Regions from separate parts of the Rattus norvegicus genome. Here region 1 is linked to region 2. Evidence: chromatin contacts called from public Hi-C data. All regions are on one chromosome and are shown on one strand. Each heading gives the region's core, a stretch centred on a gene start, on an enhancer-like site or on the middle of the called end of the contact. The rest is flanking DNA. Distances are from core to core; before and after follow the strand shown.

Evidence for each region. Hi-C and Micro-C count contacts between places; a contact is called where the count stands out from the background.
Region 1: a Hi-C map of mammary epithelial cells shows a contact between it and region 2, with 2.4 times the contacts expected there. The contact joins the promoter of Xpnpep1 here to the enhancer-like site in region 2. A contact is called at or near these places in 6 of 12 Hi-C or Micro-C datasets (Schwann cells, kidney, liver and 2 more).

The regions. Positions count from the first base shown.
Region 1 is chr1:262,054,849-262,058,368 of GRCr8, forward strand. It overlaps Xpnpep1 (X-prolyl aminopeptidase 1), which reads right to left and starts at 1,968. Exons shown (of 21, transcript NM_001398660.1): 1 at 1,912-1,968. The coding sequence starts at 1,943.
Region 2 is chr1:262,021,615-262,025,651 of GRCr8, forward strand. Xpnpep1 (X-prolyl aminopeptidase 1) reads right to left here. Exons shown (of 21, transcript NM_001398660.1): 8 at 3,951-4,037; 9 at 1,799-1,880; 10 at 1-105. Among named protein-coding and RNA genes, the nearest start is that of Xpnpep1, 33 kb to the right of the region's middle. Within about 2 kb of position 2,422, at least 29 of the 93 cell types and tissues checked have an H3K27ac peak or open chromatin away from gene starts, as enhancers often do. A contact at or near this core is called in Schwann cells, where this site is marked.

The DNA of each region.
Region 1 (3,520 bases), core at 718-3,217, 33 kb after region 2:
GAGTCCGGCTCTCAGCTCTCCTCCCTCCCAGTGTTCTCTACCCCTTCTAAGAACTTCTGAAGCCCAGACCTTCTCCAGAGCAGGAGAAGCTAAAGGGAATGGGTTGTGTAGAGCACTGCTGGCTCCATCTTTGTATAAAGTACCCACCTTGGCCAGAACTGCTCCAAACTTCTACATCTGCCTCCCTTTCTCTTTTTAAAAAAGAAACCACAACAGACTTCTAACTCTAGTCTCAGTAAGCGGTAAGAATGGCGAATCTCTAGTGCCCAAGCTGAGGCCAAATACAAGCCAAGTGCTAAATTGTATCCAGTGAAATGGGATAAATGAGACAAGTTCTTAGGGTAGGAAAGAAGGCAACATTGTCATCCACTACTCGGAACCCGTTGGTCTTGATGTGATGACCACCACCATTGGCTCTGAGAATCCCCGTATTTAATGTATATATGTTTCGTCCCAAGGGATTGGCCAGAGTATCTATCACTGATGTAGCACATGGACCCCAGCACATCAGGAATACAGGCTTGGAAAATACACTCCTCTGGTCCGAATGACCAGTTCAGATAGTATTGACAATCAAGTCAGTTCAGTGACACTGACAGCTAAGACTTCTGCTCCAGCATAAGGCTGTCTCTGATGACTGTCAGCCTAGAACTTTCAGCGACTGCAACAAGGAAAAAGTCTGCCGAAGCAAGAGCTGAGCACACTGGAGCTAGAAGTGAAAGAGTGAAGACAAGTCTGGGGCCAGGATTGGTTCTTCTCTCTTCAGCTTCACTAACACTCACCCGTCTCCATTAGCCTCCTTCAACAGCACCCTCCCTCTCTCAGCCTACCATCTGATGTTCACAGACCACCCCCAATACTGGGACGGTGGATCCAGCCATGGCTGTGGTACAGTCCTCAAGCTTCCTCCTAGCCTTTGACATTACATCATTATCCACTTGCCTAGCCTTATTTCCAGTAGAAAACTTCCGGGAAGGTCTATCCACATGTATCATCACCCACGCCTCCCTTCACAGTGCACATAGAAACTTCTTGGTTGCGCTTAACACACTGTCACAAGACCAGGTCTAGGTCAAGGTAGGCTTGAGACCTGTCCACTCACAAGAATTTCACAAGTTGGCTGCGGAGCTTCGTGTGTGTATGTGTGTGTGTGTGTGTGTGTGTGTGTGTTCATTCAAGACTCAACTGGTCTGAGAGGATGGGTAAGCTTCTGTGCATCACCACAGAGTTTTAATTCTGGTTTTGTGTATTTAATCTCTCACTTTAAATACCTAAGTGTGCCTGGTTTGTGTGGGGAGGGATCAACTAAGACATGTTCAACATGAGTCTGAGAAATATCTTCTCACTTCCTATGTCCAAGAAGAACCCAGAGCAGGCTCCTGGTGGATTTTCCCATGCTTCCTGATACAGCCCCTGAGACCATTTGGGTAGGGAGGGCCCCACGGCTGTCTCTGTTGGGGGCGTTGAATCAGGAGGTAAAATGCAGTCATCAGAATGATCAGGACTGTAACTTTAGATTGCCGCCATGGAGGAAGGGTGTGGGCAGGGGCACAATCACTTCTGAGTACCCGGGATGGATCCAAGAGGGACCAACTTCCTGCAATAGCAGGGCCTCCCCTCAGGGTCGTGGGTAGTAAGGATCGCCGCCTGCCCCGGCGGGGCGAGGCAGTTCCTCGGTCACACTAGTCCCTGGACAGGCTCCGGCAGCCCGGAGGTGCCCGGGGCCCCGCCGGAAGCGAGCTGAGTCCTGCCGGGCTGCACAGATCGGTCCCCGGTTCCCGCTCGGGCAGGACCCGCGCCCCCGATGGCCACGGGCCCGACGCTCCTCGCCCTCTCTTCCCTACCCTCCCGGTGTGCAGCTCGCGCGCCGGACGCCGGACGCCGGCCGGCCGGCCGGCACAGTCCCCTCACCTTACTCGCGGCGGCTTTCTGGAGGCTGCCATTCGTCGGTGACGTGCCCCAACCCACGTCAGGGGAGCGCAGACCAGCTGATCACCGACGGCCAGGCGCGCGCACCGGGCAGGCCACGCCCCTCCTCCTGTGGCGTGCTCACGCAGAGACTCCGCCCCGTTGTAAGCCCCGCCCGTTCTCCGGAGGGGGCGTGGTCGAGTGTCAGAATTCCGAAACCTTGTGAACTGTTGTTGCTTGGAGAGGGTGGTGTTCTGTGCAACCAGTTGGAAGAGTCGCCGATTGGTCCGCAGTTCTCTTCCCACCCTGCATTTAAGGAGGAGGACCGGAGTTTTGCCAGCTAAGGAAGCTGCATGCTTCTCTGGTTTGTTCCAGCTTTTAGGTCAGCTAAGACGGGAAAGTCGTGGTCAGCTCTGCAAGATCCTATTTTAGGGTCCTGGAGACATTGACTGGATCAGGATACAACTTGCTGAGACCTTAGAGGTGTCCCCCAAATGACTTTTCCAAACAGCTTCAAAACCGGCTACTCACTTCACTTGGGCAACTACCAGGCGTTAAAGCGTTCAAACCTAGCTCCTTAAAAAAAACAATCTTCACATGGGGCTTTTTCATCTCAATCGGTGGCTATTCCATGTTTTAAGGGCAAAAATCTTGAAGCAATCTCTGCCTTCTTCCCAGTCCATGCCCCATCTGCCCAAGTTGCGCTTGGCCCTGTCTTCAAAGTAGCCCCACCCAGTTCCGTCATCTCCACCGTCACCGGACTAGGGTACGTCACTTCCACCTCACCTTTGTGACGCTTGCACCGTAGCCAGACCAAACTTAACCGAGGTGTCCTGTGGTGTTTACTGCTCTCAATTTGACCACTCTAGAGTCGCCTGAGAGAACAGCCTATGGGCCTATCTGAAGGATGTCTTGTGTTATTTTATACGGGCAGAACCACTCCCTAGGCAGAGGATCCTAGGCCGTCTAAATCGGTGGGAATGAGTAGAGGACTAACATGAATACATTATTCTCTCCTCTTGACTACCGATGTAAGGACTGGTTCCCTGCCTCGGTGAACTATAACCTGGAACTGTAAGCCAACGAAACCCTTTACCCCTCAAATTCCTTTTGTCAGAATGTTGTATCACAACAATGGGAAAAGAAACTAAGACAGCCCCCATTTCATGCAGGGTGAGACTTCTTAATCACAGCTCAAGGGTCACTTCACTCCACCTAAGCTGGCCTTCACTATCTTTGACACTCACAGTCCTGTCAAGTGTCACCTCCTCAATGAAACCTTCCTTAAAAGCTGTAAACCCCTCGGACACACCCGGGCCCCCTGAGCCTGCTCTTTTTCCCACAGCTTCTACCGTTGTTCACATGAGTTTATCTTCTGAGGACAGTCTGCCCACTTTATCTCTACCCTACACACATACTACAGTGCTGTCAGTGCAGGAGTTGTTTCTGTTGCTTAAAAATGGGCAGTAGCTGACAGCCATCCTCACGTGTTTGCTGCAGAAATAAATGTCCCCAGATTGCACACTTCTCCGGCACAGTGGCTCTCTTGTTCATTGTTATGTCCCTAGTCCTTAGAACAACACCTGGCACTAAATGAAAATGAGCACCCTGT
Region 2 (4,037 bases), core at 1,172-3,671:
TTGTAAGGCAGCACCTGGATTTTATATTCTGCCTCCAGGCCCAAGTCAAGGAGCAGGTGCTGTTTCACACCAGGCGCATCAATGCGGTCCCCGTCGATGAAGAGCCTGTGGGGATCGGGGTTCACCCCACTCACATATGATGGCTCACCCCACTCGAAAGACAGAGGAGGGCACGCCGTCCCTTTCCGAGATTCCTCTCACCCCACCTCTGCCCACCACCACAGCTCACCTAGCCTTCATTTTTGATTCAACATGCTTCCTTTTTCCTCCAGCCATCTCCTCTTACACACCTACGATAGCCCTTCCTGTGCACACACATCCACCCCTAACGGGCTGGTCCCCCACTTATATGCCTGAACCCTTCAGGGAAAGGAGAGCTCAGCTTCTCAACTGTAACCCAGGACGCTGCCATTCATGCTAGCATCCAATACCAGTCCCAACACAGTTCACAGTCAATAAGTGAGCTGTCCAAACATGAGCACGGTGCAATGATAAATACATGTAGAGTGTCACGATGAACCCTCTATTTTACACATTAAGTAAAAAGAAGAAAGGACGGACTTGTTGTTGCTGCTGCTAGTGGTTGGTTGGTTGGTGGTTTTTTTGAGACACGGTCTCACTTTGTAACACCAGCTGTCCTGGAACTATGTAGACCAAACTCAGATATCTGCCTGTTTCTGCCTTCTGAGAACTGGAATTAAAGATGTGTACAGACACACCTGGCCCCTGCCGTAGTTAAGTTTTAACTGTCAACTTGACACAGCCTACCATTGTCTGAGAAGTGCAAATGAGCTGAGGACAGGCCAAAATGATTGGCTACTGGGTAAATCTCTGAGAGATTGTCTTGGTTCAGTTGATACAGGAGGGCCCAGCCCTCTGCCTGTGGCACCATTCCTTAGGCATGCGCCCACTGCAGGTGGCACCATTCCCTAGGCAGGTGATTCTGTGCTATATAAGAAAGCCAGCTATGGCTCAGTGGTTAAGAGCATCAACTGTTCTTCCAGAAGTCCTGAGTTCAATTCCCAGCAACCACATGGTGGCTCACAACCATCTGTAACAATGCCCTCTTCTAGTGTGTCTGAAGAAAGCGACAGTGTACTCATATAAATGAATAAATCTTTAAAAAAAAAAAAAGAAAAGAAAAGAAAAGAAAAAAGAAAGAGAGAAAGCCAGCTAAACAAGGCCCTGCTTCAAGCTCCTGTTTGAGTTCCTGCCCTGGTTCCCCTCAATGGTGGACTGTGGCATGAAGTGTAAGTCAAGGTCATCCTTTCCTCCCCTAAGTTATTTCCAATCAGAGTGTTCTATCACAAGAGCAAAGAACTATAATCCCATTCAACAGAAAGACAATGACGTTAGCCTGAAAGTAATGTCTGAAGTGGTAAAACTGGCAAGACAGCAGACCATAGACCATGATTCCCCATATTGCTGCTGACCTTTAAGACGCCTGGGGTCCAGAACCATACAGCTAAGCCTATGCTGCTCCCTCCGCACTGCCTTCTGGGAAACCTGAAACCTGTGTGGCCTGGGCCAGATCACACAGCAGGAACCTCATGAAGAACCTCACAGCATCTGTGCTCTGATAGTCTCACACACTTATTTCTCAGTCTTGTGTTACTATAAATAATTTTGTAGATTTCAAGACATTTAGAGGTTTAGAGGGAAGGCAGGATTAAAGCAAACACCTGTTAGGACAGGCAAGGACAAGCGGATGAAGGAGGAGTTCTAAAGTGAGAAAGCAAGCATAGCAACGGTGGGGTGAGGGCCAGGAGGGGGTATCTGGGTGGGAGAGAGCACTTACATGATCCTCTCTAGTCCTATGATTGCGTAGGAGAAAAACACCGGGTTGTGCTCCACATCTGACCCTCGGAGATTGAACAGCCCTAAAAAGGAAAGCAATTTCTTTAAAATGGTTCCTTTCAATGCCTGGCTCCAGGGTCAGGCTTTACAGGTAGCTTTTGGGGAGGGAGGAGTTTCTGCTTAGAATTCAGCTCCTATCAAAGGATTCCACATCTCTCAGGGTTCCACGACTGAGCTGCAGATGCTGGTGTCGGCCACCTGATGGCGCCAGAACTGTTTCCTAGTTGGCCATGTTGCAAGCCTGAGGAGGGAGTAGGATCAAAAAGTCATAACCAGTGTCCCCCAAAGAGCTGAAACTGGTAACTGACTGTGGGAATCTGCCAAGCTCAGCGCTGCTGCAAACAGACTCTGACCCCCTCAAATATAAGGGGGACACATGCAATCTCTCTATTCCAAGGCAAACGACCTAGGACAGAAAGTCTGAAGTGGAGGTGGTGACATAGAGACCCCACTGAGCTCCACCTACACAGAGCTCTCCTCAGAGCCGGAAGTCGTGAGTCAGGAGGCTGTGGCTCAGCCACAGTGGGCTGTTACTGGGCTGGGTGGAGGACCTGCCCTGAGCCAGGGGCTGGAGTCTGATGAGGTCACCGAACACTTGAGAAGCCTAACAGACAAGCAGACAGTGCAGCTCTGGGCCTGGCTGCCGCTCCAATGCTTGCTCTCAAAGATAAGGGAGCGAAAAGGCCAAGTACAAAAAGCAGCCGCCCCCTCTATGTTAAAATAATGGCTTCTCAAAGAAAGTAGAAAGGTTTAACCTCATACTGACTCTTGAGTGTTTTATTTTTTGGAGACAAGGTCTCATTGTGTAGCCGTAGACAGCCTGGAACCTGCTAGGTGGTCCAGGCTGGCCTCGAACTCAGATTCACATGCCTCTGCCTCCCAAGTGCTGGGTTAGAGGCCTGCCTCCCATCGGGCTTTACTACCTCCTTCTGAAATGAAGGGACTTGGGGCTGCTGACGTGTGACAGAATGGATGTGTCAGAAGTCCCACCACACGCTCACCCTCACACTCACAAGAGTACCCACAAAATCAACCAGAAATAGGAAGGCAAAATGACCAGAAACTGAGATATGTGAGTATGAGCCATGCTCCGGACGAGAGAACCACAGTAACTTATGGAGAAGCTGGAGATAGCGCAAAGGCCTCCAAATGGAAGCTGTCAGGCAGACCTTAGCACCACCATTTGAGGGGATTCTTAATGCTTAAATTGCGTTTATATTTGTTCCCAGCACACTGACACGTCTAGAACACCAGGCTGAATGACAGATACACAGAAATGTCAACAATGGCTGTCACTAGGGAAAAGGCTTGTGAGTGAATCTTATTTTTCTTCTACTTCCTCTGCACTTCAGAGGGTCTCCAAAATAGGGACATATTTGTTTTATTTTCAAAGAGAGAAAGCACTTTTGTGTGTTTTTCCCTCTGAGGCAGGGTTAATTCGAGACAACAATCACAGACATCTGACAAAGTCTGGGGACGGAAGAGGCGGGACATCCCCAGTGGGCTTTCTTCCTCCAGTGGAGAGATAAAATGCACAAAAGCCTCTTCCAAGCCTCCCTGAATCAAATCCAGTCAGAGCAGGACAGGAGAGAGCATTTCACTCAGGCTCCTTCAAACTCTGGGAGAGGACAGGTTTTGAACAGCAGGGGTAGTGGAAAGTCAGAAGATTAAGGGGCAGGACCTAGAGAAGACCTTCCTGTTAAGTTTTCTGAGGTAAAAACTTGACTAGAATACTCTCTCGGTGAAGATCTTAGAAACTATTTAAGTATAAAGAGAGAGCAACACAAAAAAAAAATATTTAGAATATTCTTCCTCAGAGAAGTCAGTCCTTCAGACTGCGAGGCCAGAGGCAGGCATCACACACCGGATTCACCAGGAGCCCCTGGCTGTGTGTGCGCTGTTCTGTCAGGTGGGCCATCCCTATTCCAACTGTAATGCTCCCTCCTTTGTGCTAACCAGCATTTGCTCTCTTATTTAAAGACACTGTTACGAATTCCCTCACCATTCACAGAGCTGAATGGCACAAACACAGATTCCCAGAGGCCCAAGGAGGAGATCAGGTAATGCCCCTGCAGTGAAACCAGAGTACTCACATGCAATCTCGTCTAGGGCAGTGACCACAAACCACACGATGCTCCTCTCTGCCATTTTCAACCGAAGGTCTGCAACCTTCTCCTTCC